Linked DNA regions of Sus scrofa: region 1 is linked to region 2. A link is a contact called in public HiChIP or PLAC-seq data. All regions are on one chromosome and are shown on one strand. Each heading gives the region's core, a stretch centred on a gene start, on an enhancer-like site or on the middle of the called end of the contact. The rest is flanking DNA. Distances are from core to core; before and after follow the strand shown. Region 1 holds the start of XXYLT1 (xyloside xylosyltransferase 1). Region 2 holds the start of FAM43A (protein FAM43A).

Evidence for each region. HiChIP or PLAC-seq counts read pairs in DNA pulled down with a chosen protein or histone mark.
Region 1: a contact with region 2 is called in an H3K27ac HiChIP or PLAC-seq map of skeletal muscle. The contact joins the promoter of XXYLT1 here to the promoter of FAM43A in region 2. A contact is called at or near these places in 5 of 5 promoter capture datasets (fetal liver, fetal skeletal muscle, liver and 1 more), 30 of 47 Hi-C or Micro-C datasets (adipocytes, adipose tissue, alveolar macrophages and 17 more) and 2 of 2 datasets of contacts at active chromatin or transcription factors (alveolar macrophages and skeletal muscle).

The regions. Positions count from the first base shown.
Region 1 is chr13:132,268,348-132,272,498 of Sscrofa11.1, reverse strand. It overlaps XXYLT1 (xyloside xylosyltransferase 1), which reads left to right and starts at 2,513. Exons shown (of 4, transcript XM_021070076.1): 1 at 2,513-3,126. The coding sequence starts at 2,623.
Region 2 is chr13:131,660,971-131,664,860 of Sscrofa11.1, reverse strand. FAM43A (protein FAM43A) reads right to left here and starts at 2,387. Exons shown (of 1, transcript XM_003132600.4): 1 at 1-2,387. The coding sequence starts at 1,376. The coding sequence ends at 102.

The DNA of each region.
Region 1 (4,151 bases), core at 1,264-3,763, 610 kb before region 2:
TTTAGGTACTGGGAATATTATGGGTGAAAAAGTAGACATACTATCTGTTCTCTTGGAGTCTTTTCTTCTTGCAGTGGAGAAAGATGGGACCGGGTAGTTCATAGATGGCCCTATGGGATCCTTGAGGATGGTGCCTCAACTGGACACTGGATGGGCTGTGTTTAGAGACCACTTCTCTGGGCAGTGACCTCTAAGACAAGGTCCGAAGCAGGACAGGTTGGCGGGGTGAATATCCAGGACAGTGCTTTTCAAACTTTGGCTTGTAAAAGAATCACCATCAAGGTCCAGGCTCATGGATAATAATAGGGCCCTTGTGTTTTAACTAAGCTTCCCATTGCTTCTAATGTCACAGCAATGCAGGATCCCAGCTGTATCTGCGAACTACACCACTGGACAAGGCCAGGGATCGAACCCGAGTCCTCATGTAGACTAGTTGGGTTCACTAACCACTGAGCCATGATGGGAACTCCTCTGTAAAATTTATTTTGTTGTTCACTTTTATTCATAAATTCCAGGAGTAGTGATCTTACAAAGGTTTGAAAAATAAAATATTTGTTGAATGGATTATAAAATAAGTGGCAGGGAAAAAAACCCACCTTATTGATGGTGTGTGTGTGGGGGGTGACTAAAAGGCACAAGTCCAGAATTATCTCTCCCTTATAAATGAACAATAGTTAGAATGTAATAATACAGCAGTAGCACTCTGCTTTGGGGATTCTGTGGTACATGTAATAAAGTCTTAGTAGAGATTTGGGATTTAGTATTGTAAATACTCTAGAGAAGCTATGATTGCTAAATTATATTTTGCACTTGTTGGATCTCTAGACTTCGTTTTAGAATTTGGTGTTTAGGGAGTTCCCATCATGGCACAGTGGAAACAAATCCAACTAGGAACCAGGGGGTTGTGGGTTCAATCCTTGGCCTTACTGGTAGGTTAAGGATCCGGGGTTTCTGTGAACTGTGGTGTAAATCGCAGATTCTGCTTGGATCTGGTGTTGCTGTGGCTGTGGAGCTACATAGCTGGGAGCTACATAGGCTGGCAGCTACAGCTCCGATTGGACCCCTAGCGTGGAAATGGTAAGACTTGGGTAAGGATCCTGGCTCCATTATTTGTTAGTCAACTACATTTGGGGAGTTAGTTTCTCTAAATCTCATGTTCCTCAATTGTCAAGTGCAAATAACACTGCTTCTTAATGTTGTGAGGATTAAATGAACTAAAGTAAAACCCTGTTATTCAAGCAAGTTCACTCTGCTATTGCGGTCCCCACTCTGCCCCGCAAGGTGAGTAGTATGTTGAGTTTGTTGCCAAGACTGCTTCGGAAGTCCAGTATTATTCAGATAAATGTTGCTCCAGTTGAAAAGAACAAGAGTTAAAAATGAGATGAATTGTGTTCTGGGAACCCAGTTGAGAAATAATGGGATGTTACAATAAATGGGCGGAGGGAATTTGTGTGTGCCTGTGTTTTCACCTGCACCTCTTTCAAGCATGCAGACCCTTGTGCATGTTTACTTATGTAGTTGGCAGTGTCCAACTATACTGTCAAAACTGCCACTGTGTGACCTTGGACGAGTGACCTCAGCTGTGCCTCAGTTAGGAATTTCCTGGAGTTCCTGTTGTGGTTCAGTGGGTTAAGGACTTGATGTTGTTTCTGTGAGGATGCAGGTTTGATCTCTGGTCTTGCTCAGTGGGTTAAGGATCCCACCTTCCTGCAAGCTGTGGTCACTGCTGTGCTGCTGTTTCCATCTCTGGCCCCAGAGCTTCCACATGCTACAGGTGTAGCCAAAAGGAAAAAGAATTTGCAAAATTACCTGTTACATATTAAGTCTTTTTTAAAATGTTTAAGTTTTTGTTTTGTGTTTTGTGTGTGTGTGTGTGTGTGTGTGTGTGTGTGTGTGTGTGTGTGTGTGTTTAAGGAGTATCACGATCTTTGGTATTACTCCCCTTCAGAGCTCTGGGCTCCTCTAAATTTTGGGCATTTGGGCCCCCCTGGTGGCCACACCTTTAAATTGCTTCCAGTGGGCCTCAGAGTTGCAAGTGAGGTGGGCAGGCGATTTACACCTTGGTTGTCATTCCACCTTCACTGAGAATGGGGAAGGAGTGGCCAGTGTAAATTCTTTAGCCCCAGCTAAACTCCAAGGTGTGAAAGGAGTCAGAGAGAGGACTTGAGGCCTTCAAGAAATTAGAGGAATAACGGTATAAGAGAAAAATGTTTTTTGCCCAATTTAGTCTTTTGAGTAGCCGAGGGCTTAGCTTTGGTTTCTAGCGTCTGGGGCTGGGCACTTAAGAGGGCCATTTTTCACAGACGGTATAGCCAGCTGGCCTCTCTGTCTTGGTCCTCACCAGATCCTCTGACCACCTGGGGGATGGGGGTCGGGGGTCGGGAGTGAATCCCGTGAACTCGCGGCACATCTCGGCTGTAATCCTTCCGAGCCTAGGACCCAGCGGCTGCAGGACAGCCCTGGCCCCGCCTCTCGAGCATCAGCGCTCGTGGATTGGCCCTCGGCAGCAAGGCTCCGCCCCCGCCATGGCTGCCGCCCGCCGACTGAGCTACTAAGTGGCTGCCGGGGTATTGGTCTCCGCTGCAGTTTCCCGGCTGCTCTGTGTCGGCGGGCTGGTGGCGCATGGGTCTCCTCCGAGGCGTGCCCCCATGCGCTCGGGCCATGGCACGCCTGGGCGCTGTGCGCTCCCACTATTGTGCGCTGCTCCTGGCCGCGGCGCTTGCGGTCTGTGCCTTTTACTACCTCGGCTCCGGCCGGGAGACCTTCTCCAGCGCCACCAAGAGGCTGAAGGAGGCCCGCGCCGGGGCCCCAGCCGTGCCCTCGCCGCCGGTGCTGGAGGTGGCGCGGGGCTCCGTGGCGCCAGCCCTGGGTGCTAAGGCCAAGAGCCTGGAGAGCGGCGGGGCTGGGCCGGTGGACTACCACCTGCTGATGATGTTCACCAAGGCGGAACACAATGCCGCGCTGCAGGCCAAGGCTCGCATCGCGCTCCGCTCCCTGCTGCGCCTTGCTAAGTTCGAGGCGAATGAGGTGCTTAACCTGCACTTCGTGAGCGAGGAGGCCAGCCGCGAGGTGGCCAAGGCCCTGCTGCGAGAGCTGCTGCCGCCCGCCGCCGGCTTCAAGTGCAAGGTGAGCAGGGGCCTCAGCTGGAGGCTCCGGGCGGGTGGCTCTGTCAGTGCGCGCGCCCCACCAGGCTCAGGGGGTCGGGAGGGAGGCGACTTCGCTGCGCTGCCTACTGTCAACGCCAACTCGCACCCTCTCCCCGAAGTGGACTGGAGGCATCGTCGGGGGCGTGTCCGGGTGGGTGCCTCGGCGTTAGCTGACTACCCTGACCTGGTATCCCCCTTTAACTGTGGCCCCCTTGAGAATCGGCACGCCCCTTCCTTACTAGCGTTGCAGGGTTCACTGGTGAGTGCCTTCCAGTCTGCCCCTCTTTTTAATCTCCTCCAGTCTTTGGCTTTTGAGGATGGAACAGGTCATTTGAAGCACCAGTATTCTTCTGCTGCAGAATCTGATAGACAGGGTCGTAGGCCTCTTGAATTCTTGAAGTTACAGTGGCATTTCTCATAGCTCCAAGGTATCTCAGTCGGAACTGGTCAAGCTCCAGTGTGAACCACCTCATCTCCTTTATGTGTCCCTTCTCCCCCACCCTCTAGGGTCATGAGCTCATTTAGAGAAGCAGAGGGTTCTTCCCAGGGAGGAAGAGAACGCTCCAGGAGGTACAGATAAGATCTGGGGAGAGCAGGGCAGAGCTAGTCATTGGACCAACCTGCCTCCTCATCCTCTGGCTTCACCACCTGGCTCTGCTCGGGGATTCCTAGCTTAGTGTCAATGGCCTCAGTTAAATTGCTTGCCTCCTTTTAACCTCATGGTTGCACAGAGGGGACTGATTTTGGAATAGGAATAGTAGGTGATCTTAAAAGATGGAGCCTGATGGTGGGGGGAGGGGTGGTGAGGGGAGCTGATGCCAGCATCCTGCAGGCCTCCAGGTCTCTTGTTTGTTGACTACAGAATCGATTTCTGGGTGGTGGGCCTGGCTCTCCACTCCAACCTACATTTTTGTCCTTCCTCTGCATGTACCTTAGATCTTAATTGTACTGAATGAGCCTTTATACAAGCTCTCTTCTCCACCCAGAATGTCCTTCCTTCTCTCC
Region 2 (3,890 bases), core at 1,138-3,637:
CTCAAGTGTCCCGTTTCCCCTTTCCTGGGGGTGGGGGGCGGTAAGGAGACGATGGAGAGGGTAGGGGGCCAAAGGGGCGCGCACAGTGCATGGTTAGGAGTTCAGCCCGAGAGGGGCTCATCTGGGCTGCCGCAGTCGGTGGACTGGTCCTCGGTGGTGGCAGTAGTGGCGTCCGGGCCCCCGCCTTCGATGGAGCTCTCGCTGCCGGTGCTCTCGCCCGACAGCAGGCGCGTCACCCGCAGGTCCGCCTGCAGGCTGCGCACGTCGTTGCCGAAGCTGAGTTCGCCCAGGTCGTTAATAAGCTGCGAGAGCTCGGCCTTCATGTCGGAGGCACTGCCCAGTAGCAGAGGCGGCGGCCCAGCCTCAGGGCCTGGCGAGACCCCGCCCTCCCCCAGCGCCTCCTCGCGGCTGCTTTCCAGCGTTTCCAGCAAGTCCCCGCATTCGAAGTGCATGGCCACCACGAGCTCCTGCGGCGCCTCTGCCTCTTGCTCTGCCGGGCCTCCCTCCCCGGCTCGATCCTCTTCCTCCTCATTCAGGCAGCCGTCCGTGTGCTCCTCCTCCTCTTCCTCCTGCAGCTCCTGCTCCTGCTCCTGCTGTTCGCCAAGCAGGTCCTCGGTGATGGAGCCGAGCTTGGGCGCGCTGCGGCTGCGCTCCACTGGCGGTTTGTAGCAGCAGGGTCCGTGCAGGAGCAGCTTGCGCAGCGGCACCAGGGGGATGGTGTGCGCGCCCACCAGCTCCTGCTGCTGGTGACGCGCGTCGTCCCGCCGCTTGAGCCGTTTAAATTCCGCCAGAGCGTTGGCGGACGTCTGGTAGAGCAGCAGGGCCATGGCCTGCGCCTTCTCGGGCTTGGACACCAGCACCGCGTGGCAGCGTAGCATTACTGCCTTGTGCTTGAGCTCGTGCCGGTACACCCAGGCGAAGACCTTGGGCAGTCGCGCGTCCGCCACGCAGTAGGTAACACGATGCAGCAGGTAGAGGTGGCCTGGGCGGCGCAGCGCGCGCTCCTCGGCGTGCACCATGCGGATACCCTGCGCACTCACAGTCAGCTTCATCTTGGTGCCCTGACGGCCCGCCTCGCTCTTGCTCCAGATCTTGCCCACCGCTAGGTCAGTGCAGCCGTCGCCGCGCGCCTGGATGGTGGTGGCATTGCCCAGGTAGAGCACGGTGTAAGTAGGGTCCTCGCTGGTGATATGCAGCTTCTTGCGCTTGGAGCGGAACATGCTTCCCACCCTGCTGAGCGCGCCTTCGGGGCAAGCCCGAGCCAGCGAGCTGAGCGCCGAGTAGTGCAGGCTCACCGCGTAGCCCTTGGGCTTGGACGCCTGCCGTGGCGGCGCCTCGGCCAGCAGCTCGAACTTATGCTTCTTCCACGGCAGCATCTCCGGAGGGCGCCCCCGCGCAGCTGGCGGCGGTGGCGGCGGAGCGCCGGGTGGAAGCCCGGCTGAGCCACCCGCCCCGGCCGGGCTGGGCCCGGGCAAGACCGAAAAATAAAACTCTGCTGGGAGTGGCCGGGTCGGAGGGAGTGGGGGCGGGGGCGTGTATAGCGCTCCGGAACCCCGCCGAAAGAGGTAGGGAAAGAATTTTTAAAAAGAAGAAAAGGTTTAACTGCGGGAGTTGGGGGGAGGGGGGACGAACACAGATTTACCCCAGCCTGGGCAGGACGAGGGCAAAGAGTCTTAGGCAAGCCAAATGAGAGAAAGACAGCACGAGAGTGGAGCGGAAAATGTCTTTAGGAAAAAAAAGAGAGAGAGAGAGATACGCGCGTGCAAATAAATGAGAGAGCCCCAGCAAGAGCAGCCGGGATGGTGCGAGAATACGCAGGAACTCCTCGGCGAAGGTGAAAAGGGCCCCCCTCTCACATTCACACACTCAACCCCCAGGGCTAGGGCCAGAAACCGCGGAAACAACCGCGAGTGTGCCCAGGAGCCAGTGCTCCCCACCCCAAGGGGTGCTGGAGGCAAAAAGCCCCTCGGCCGAGCGGGTCCCAGAATCAGCTGCTTGCCCCAAGTGCACTCAGATGGTGGGTCCGGCTGGCCCCAGCGGGCCCCGCGCAGCAGTCCTTCGGTGGGTCACTGCATCTTCGCTCCGGCAGGACGCCGGGGACTCCGGCTCCGCCGGCTCACTGTCCGGGCTGGCTCGGCCGGGGCAGCGCGGGGCTCCGAGGGCAGGGCACGCGCATAGCCCGCTCCGGGGACGGTCGCTACCTCATTTCTTCCCTCCGGAGAGTGTCCAACTCCGCTCCCGGGATCTCTTCGCTCGGCTGCCCGCCTTTGCAGCGCGCCCCCTCCGGTGCCACGAGCAGTAGCCGCCTCGCCAGCCTCACATCCTTGCCGTCCGAGAGGAAGATCTCGGGTAAATATAGGCCGGCACAAACCATTCGCCGCGCGGGGACAGGGGAGGAGCAGCGAAGAGGCTCCGTTTCGGACTCCGACGCCCCACGGGTTCCTGGTCTCTTAAAGGGACCTGGTTGCAGCCCTTGGACGAGGGAAAGGGGAGACCGGTCCAATCTGGCCATTACAACCCAAATTTACCTGCGTCTCTTTTATCTGCGAAAATCGCCAAGACCTGGGGTTACCCCGCAGGAAAAGCAACCTGAATTCTGACACTCCACCCCTAGGCTGAATCGCAACTCACTGAGTAAATGTGTGTCTCCATCGAAACTTCTGGGGAAGGTGGTGCAAGATGGGATTTAGGCTATAATTCGATATGCCCAAAGGTAGGGGAAATAGTGATTCCGCGTGTGACTGCTGAGAATGACTGGGTGACGTTTAATTTTTTTTTTTCAGAATTGTATTTTATTAAAATAAAGAGGGGCAAGGAAACCACTGAGACTTATCTCTCACTATGGAGGAACCCTTTCTCCACAGGTACAGAGCAGACAGTGAACAGTGAGATGAGTGGTAGTTGACGATTAGAAGTAATACTATAGTATAGATCTGACAAATAAGGTCTTACCACTCCTAACCCCCAGCAATGCTCCTTCCATCAGCCTCAGAGTAGAGCGGGTTATAGAGATGTATACCATTTCTAAGTAATGCTTGGGTCTGGTTGGAATTCATTTTACTTTGTCAGGCCAGTCATTCGGTTTTATTACATCCTTGTCACATTATGGATAAGAATTCCTAGTAAAAATTCAAAGGACTTTTTAAATTTGTGTCAAATAATGCCCGGCCGCCCTACACCAAGAATGATTAGCATTAATCATTCTTTTCTCTAGTGCCATCTGGACAATGTCGCTTTAATCATCTGACCGGCCTGACCCTTGGCTAGTAACTCATTTCTGGGCCCTTAAAACAACCGGATTGCCTCTATGTTCTGCTCAATCAAAGCAAGACCACTTCTAGCTGGAATGGGTCATAAGTGTCTGGATGACTCTGCCTCAAATTCCCAAGCTCATCCCAGAGGAGGGCAGTGGACCCTCCTGCTCCCCAGACCCCATACCCTGGAGATCTGGATGTCTTGGCTTCCAAGTCAGGTCCTGGTTTCAGAACCAGCATAGCTCTTCAATGTAGATGAAATTCTCTGGCCATCTACCCTTTTAACCTTTCTTTGAACTCTAACCCAATTTTCTCAGCGTCATTGGTGCTGAGTTTCAATATAACTAACTTTCCTGAGTACCTTTTGGTGCTAGTCCCAGAGCTGAGAGCAGACTCAATTCCTGTCTCCAACAACCTCCCAGTCCAATGAAGGATGTAAACTTCACCCAGCTCTGGGCTCCTGCTGGAATGCAGGTTCTATGAGAGCCCCTTGTTGCCCCCAGTGCCTGGCATCACTTAATTTTTGAATGAATGAATGAAACATGCATGTGCACAGGAATTCAGAGTGAACAAAATGCCCTGAGAAGGACCCAAAGTATTCTGAGAAACGGGGAGAAAAAAGTTCTTTGTGACTAG